2 separate regions of the Oncorhynchus mykiss genome follow, and region 2 is linked to region 1. Evidence: chromatin contacts called from public Hi-C data. All regions are on one chromosome and are shown on one strand. The core of a region is the stretch at or near the end of the contact, and the rest is flanking DNA. Distances in the headings are between cores, read along the strand shown.

The links. Hi-C and Micro-C count contacts between places; a contact is called where the count stands out from the background.
Region 2: a Hi-C map of blood shows a contact between it and region 1, with 4 times the contacts expected there. The contact joins the promoter of LOC110500684 here to the promoter of gbrap in region 1. A contact is called at or near these places in 2 of 3 Hi-C or Micro-C datasets (blood and liver).

Annotation. Positions count from the first base shown.
Region 1 is chr21:51,133,069-51,136,157 of USDA_OmykA_1.1, forward strand. It overlaps gbrap (Gamma-aminobutyric acid receptor-associated protein), which reads left to right and starts at 1,430. Exons shown (of 4, transcript NM_001165091.1): 1 at 1,430-1,646. The coding sequence starts at 1,557. LOC110500674 (CTD nuclear envelope phosphatase 1A) reads left to right here. Exons shown (of 9, transcript XM_021578165.2): 9 at 1-278.
Region 2 is chr21:51,297,001-51,300,089 of USDA_OmykA_1.1, forward strand. It overlaps LOC110500684 (DNA-directed RNA polymerase II subunit RPB1), which reads right to left and starts at 1,543. Exons shown (of 28, transcript XM_036958134.1): 1 at 1,192-1,543; 2 at 172-304. The coding sequence starts at 1,278. It overlaps LOC110500685 (a long non-coding RNA gene), which reads left to right and starts at 1,879. Exons shown (of 3, transcript XR_002470145.2): 1 at 1,879-2,356; 2 at 2,453-2,506.

The DNA of each region.
Region 1 (3,089 bases), core at 180-2,679:
TTATGCCTGATACCATTTCAATTTGAGATTTGCACTTAATTTCTGGATTTATTTTTTTTCATTTTTCTGCTGCTGATTTGAAGCAGAATGAGCAGCCAGCCACCTGAATGTTTTACCTGCTCCCTTGACCGTATTGGTACCATTGTCCGCCACCTCTGTCTTCAATGCCATTTGAACCATTTCAATCTTGTCAAGGCTCCAGTCATGACTGCTTCTTTTTGGTTCAGTCCCCAGGTCTGTGTTACTAATAAAACACTTGTCAGTGTCGACCACTTTTACCTGGTGCTCCTTTTTAATTCACTTTCCCTGGAAAATACTTAAGTAAAGTCTGGATTATACTTTTTTGTTAGCTTGTCTCTTGACAATAGAATGCCTTTTGTGTGAATATACATAACTACCTACGCTGGAAAGAGGAACACATGTTGTAAATTGCTCGTATTGCAGTTTTATTCCAGATAAGTAATCGGGAAATTCTGCTCAATGAGTTCCACAAATATTACAAGTCTTCTGACACTTGACTGCTCTCATGTGGTAAGATTAATAACTGCATCGCTTGCTCTCGTTCCCCTTAGTCGTGGCCTCCGCTTGACTTGAAGGCTACCTGTTGAAGTAGCAAGGCACGTCTATTCCTATCCAGGCAGGCTGCTGGAGGGCAAACACACTGCTGGTCTATGCTTTCCTTCTATTCAGGGACGGGCCTAAGAAAACAGTGCGTGAACTCTAGCTGATCATTTGCTAGCAGAAGTGAACTAAAAACAAGTACAAAATATAAGAAATGGCTCAAATTGGAATATGAAACTGGTATTACCCCCCCCCCCCGGATACCTTACGTTTCAATCTTATGATCAGACTACTTGTACTGGTATTGTGACCGTTACCATTTTATAGCAGCAGCTACATCAGCTGACATATGACTGAAGCATATAATGACTTCCACTTGTGTAACTGCCCACGCAAACTGCTACATGACACCCACCTTGAAGCTTAAGTGTGAATACAAACTATGGGAACATTGCGAGGAATTATTACAGCCCCACAATAACTAACTTCCAGCGCTGTCAAAATTAATAATTTATTTCAGACATTAATTTGGCAGTCTTGAATTCGCTTGCTGCCAATGACTGTTCGCCACGGAAACTGCAGTGGATGGGTCATATGACTAGGGCAACTGCCTCATCACAGCCGGTTGGACAAAATAAAGTAGTACTATTGAAAAAAATAATAATTGGGCAACAACTATGAAACAAAACCACTGCTAATTTGTTAATCATTACATTTCGATTAATTGATGAATATGACTAAACAATATCAACCTAACCACAAACAGTGTGGTTCTTTGCGGTCAACGTTCATATTTCCACAATCCATTTTAGCTGTGCTGTACAGACCTCCCTTTGGCGTCGTATGTTATGGTATCCCTCCGCCGCAGTCGCACTAGGAAAGAACCCGAACAAAACAGTAGCCCAACTAGCTAGCGTTGTCGACGAATTACTATTTGAGGAATCCCAGTCGGATATCTCAGATATACCTACCGACAGCCTGTCATTCGTTTGACAATGAAGTTTCAATACAAAGAAGAGCACCCATTTGAGAAGAGACGGTCTGAGGGCGAGAAAATAAGAAAGAAGTATCCGGACAGGGTACCCGTAAGTAGATGCCTTCTTTGCTAGATAGCTAGCCTACTAGCTACAGTATCCTGGCTGGTTTACTTCTCAATATGGGTTACTTTGTAGAAAAAGTGTTTGATGTTAGTGAGCCCAATTACGACATAACTGACGTTCAATAATATTCCCATGTCATGTTTGGTTAGGTGAATGTTCACAACGACGCCAAAGAACTATCTTACTAACTAACGTTGGCTAGTTGGGCAACAACAAACTGCTTCTAAAATGGGCCTAGCAAGCCACCCTACTTGACGGTCAAGTTGACGCAGTTTGGTTGAAAGACTTAAGGCATAGTTTCTACACTGAATGTGAATTTGTTTTACTAGCTATAGCAAGCTGTCAACTTATGTTATTTCATTACACACAGCTAACAATTGAATTGTAGCTATGTTCGTTTGAAGGTCCAATGCAGGCGATTTTTTTTTTTGTAACCCTATCAAATTTCTGGGTAACAATTGAGTACCTAGTGTGATTGTTTTCAATTAAAATGGTCAAATAACTTCTAAGCAAAGAACAATTTTGCTAGGACTGTCTGGTAGGGGAAAGCGTATCTGTTATCAACAATAGTGACGTGTGGTTGCGACCTGCAATTAGGGGCGTTCCAGCATGTGGACATTTCTGCGTCTTCAGTTAGCTTCACATTCCAACTCGGGCATCATCTGTACTACGACGGTGGATATGGCTTGTAACGCTTCGATCACACCCACAGTGTTTTGCGAAAAAAATAGTAAGCAGCAGCATCTGGATATGTATGCAAAAAAAAATCAACATTCACCTTCCGCCACCATTTCTGTCAAGCCGTCAAAGCATAGTTTGACGCATACGTTCGATAAATCCCGCTGGAAGGCAAACGCAGCGTTTTATTGGAAATGTAATGTAATTCTGGTGTCCCAAAATGCAATAACTCTCTCGGTGTGATCAAAGCGTAACGCTTGGAACACACCGACAGCCTCATTGTGCAAAATAGTATGCGCCATCATCTGGATATGTATGCAACCGAAGTTCAACATTCACGTCCTGTTACCATTTCTGTCAAGCCGTCAAAGCATACATTTTGACGCATACGTTCGATAAATCCCGCTGCAAGGCAAACGCAGAGTTTAATTGGAAATGAATGTAATTCTGGTGTACCACAATGCAATGACGCTGTCGGTGTAACACCTGCCGTCGTGAACAGAACTGTGGGAAAACAGTGCCAGACAGGCGGGGGCAAACGACACTGTCTACCGGTGGCCTAGCTGTCATTAGCTAGCTACCTATCCTGCCTGCTGTGTACTTGGAGTCCTACCTAGCTAGCATCAAGTGTCTTGGCCTGCCAAACACCCGCCCTCACTGTCGTTAACAGAACTGCGGGAAAATCGTTCCCGGCAGGCAAGGGCGAAGTACACTGTCTACCACTGCTAGCTAGTCACAGGTGTTGTCGCC
Region 2 (3,089 bases), core at 293-2,792, 160 kb after region 1:
AATAGCAAAAACAACAATGCTTTGTTGACAACATTCCAATACAGTAGTGGTGACCTAACCTTAACCACAACTGTTTTGGTTTGAGAATTTAAAAAAAAAAGACTAGCAAATTCAAAACAAGTGTTTTATTATCATTGAGATGAAAATTGATTGCCTGGTAACTTTGGGTACCTGCACATGTTTGACACCTTCCGGATCGTTCGATGACCCCTTGTCTGGGGTCCATCAGCCCACCAAGTTTAGGACGTCCTCCTTCTGTGGTCTCGGGGTACTTGATTCCCCCTTCTGTGACCGACATCCGTTTCTACAGTGACACATCCATGGTCAACATCAAATCCGGTTCCAAAATATGAATAGCCCAAGTACATACACAAAACAATAAAGCTGTCACAAGTTTACGACAACATTGGAAAATGGCTTACATATTTCTCAAACCAACCTCTTTCAGGCCACATTCAGGAAACTAATTCAAATAAATAACTGCTACAAAATCAGTAACTGAATCAAGATATGACAGTACCTACACTTCAATTAAAACATGGTGGTACACTTCGATCAGTTGCATTTCTAAACCAATATTGGTACTATCTGACAAATCACTTGTGTGAGGACCAACTCATTAGATGAACATCAATTGGAGGCGGGGAATTGACAATGCAATGATTAAGGACTGTGTAAACAACGTATTCTATTATACAAAACTAATAATAAAACAAAGTAAAGAAACATGCATAACTTTGACTTTATTGACGTGACCTTTTATTACGATGTAGCTCCCACATATATATAGTAGGTCATAACAAGAGGGAACATCTAGACTTGCTAATGTTTGTGCATTTAACTTTTAGGGAACACCAATATAGCAGAGCAAAATAGCCAAGTTCAGTAAAAGTAGCTAAAAGTTGTCTTTGTTTACATGTAGAACTTTCCATATAAAAAGGGAGTTTGATTCATGATATGGCTTAGCTCAGATGAAAAATACTGTGTGTGCTGAAAGTTGGTCGAACTTCCTACAACATGCTGTTGCTAGCTCAAGCTCCAACATGGCTTAGCTAGCTAGGCTATCTGCAAACGAATTGCTACATCCATTTCATTGTCATAATACATTCTAGGTATTATCATGTACAGGTAAGATCAATGTGAGAACGTTCATAAAGTAAACGAATCCCCCCACCCCAAAGCAAAACCTACAAGCTCATCTGGGCTGATGATGCCGAATTGCACTCTCTTGATGAGGCGCAATGGGCATGCGCTGTCGCCGGAGGGCGGTCCGTGCATCCTGTCTATTCAAAGAGAAGCGTCCTCCCTCGGCACGCCGCTTTTGTAAGAAAGAACAGCTTTAAATGCCACCAGGACTCTGGCCAAGCCGCCAACGGTGACCGGAATGTCTCCGAAGGCGATATCACGAAGACCCACGTTGGTTATTGCCCTTGGAGTCTATTTATTTACGTTTTACTCCTATCCACTATGGCTACCAGCTGTCCCCTTCCCTTTTTCTGATCTACACTCCAGTGCGCTCTACGCGCATCTGAGTTTGAAAGTAGCCAACGCGTGTTTATATAGACTGGATACTTTGGTACAGGTTGACACACTCTACGAAGCAGGGGCTGAACAGTCAGGAGGCGGGTTATGGATCTTTGTAGTAAAACGTTAATTGGCTACACAAGATCATAACATGAATAATACATTTCATAAGACGCATGACCAATTGTAGCTTACGTTTTCTTCTTTAGCCAATTGAAACATAAAGCAGGCACTACATTGATTGAAATGCTCACCATTGGTCAGAACAGAGCAGAGGCGGGGCTACAATGTAAATATGGTTGTGGTACTCTAAATATTCAATAAAATGCAGTGTGGTTGGTCAATTACATCATTAATATACATTAATAAGCAAAGATTAGCCAATGGCTATAGAGATACGATGGCGTTGGAAAAACCCGCCTTATTTCCGATTTTTGCCGAACTTCACCGATTCTTATTTTTCCTCTCTAAGCAATTTTTTTATTTTTTTTTAATCTGTGTTGTCTCGTTCGTCTCGCTCTGGATCGGCTACAACTCTTGGAAAAGAAGCTCGTTCACGAGGCCTACCTCGACCTTTCGGAAATCAAAGACATATTTCAAGTGTTTTTTCGCTTAGTATTATTATTTTTAAACCAGTTAAAACTAGTTATTTTTCTTTATTTTTTAAGAAGATGTCGAAGTTACTATTGCTTTACAACAACATTTTGTTTTTTTACGGGACTACGCGAGAATCCTCGGTCTCAAGTGGAAACCATGCCGGCGTGATCAGTGTTATTTGAAGTATTCCAACTGGGAAAATCCGACAAAGCCTGCGGTGTTTAATACATTAACGGTGAAAGACTTTACCGTAATTATAACGGGAAAGCTTGAAATACTAGTGTTTAGAGTAAATTTCGTTAATGTTATGTACATTTATATTCTGAAATAGGGACGCGATTGGAAGGCCACGTCTAAAACGAAGTGACCCAGCTTGGCTTTGGCGGTAAGTGTCTAGATGGCAAGCCAAAGTCTTATGTAAAATCTGATTTCTACATAGTACTAGAATATTTGGTGCCGCAGAAAACAAGAGTTTGTTCCAATTAGGCACCAAACCTGACCAACTAATTGGTCATTTCGGCGATTGCCCAAATTCAACACACTTTCCCTTTTCACTCCAGGACCAGGGTTGCCTACCCCTGGCTAAGTAGTTAGCACGATGTAGCTCATGTTAGTTGCCACCTAGCTAACCTCGGTACCCCTTTGTAGGCACTGTTAAAACCCGCGATTGAATAGGCTAACTAACGATGGAAAATTAGCAACAAATGTTTTATACTATTTTAGCGCTGGTTTTGTTTAAATATCACCGAGTACAATAGAGACGCAATGGCTTGCTATTTAGTGTTTAATTTTTAAATAGGAAAACATCTAGCTAATATACCTAGCTAGTTGCAAGCAAAATGGCATCCGGAGCGACCAGGTAACGTTAACTAGCCAACCCCAGTCACTAGCTACCCTGTTGGTCAGTTGTATAAATATGTTAGCTACGTCTGTAAATTCATAGGAAAAAGGTGGGCATGGAGTTTGTT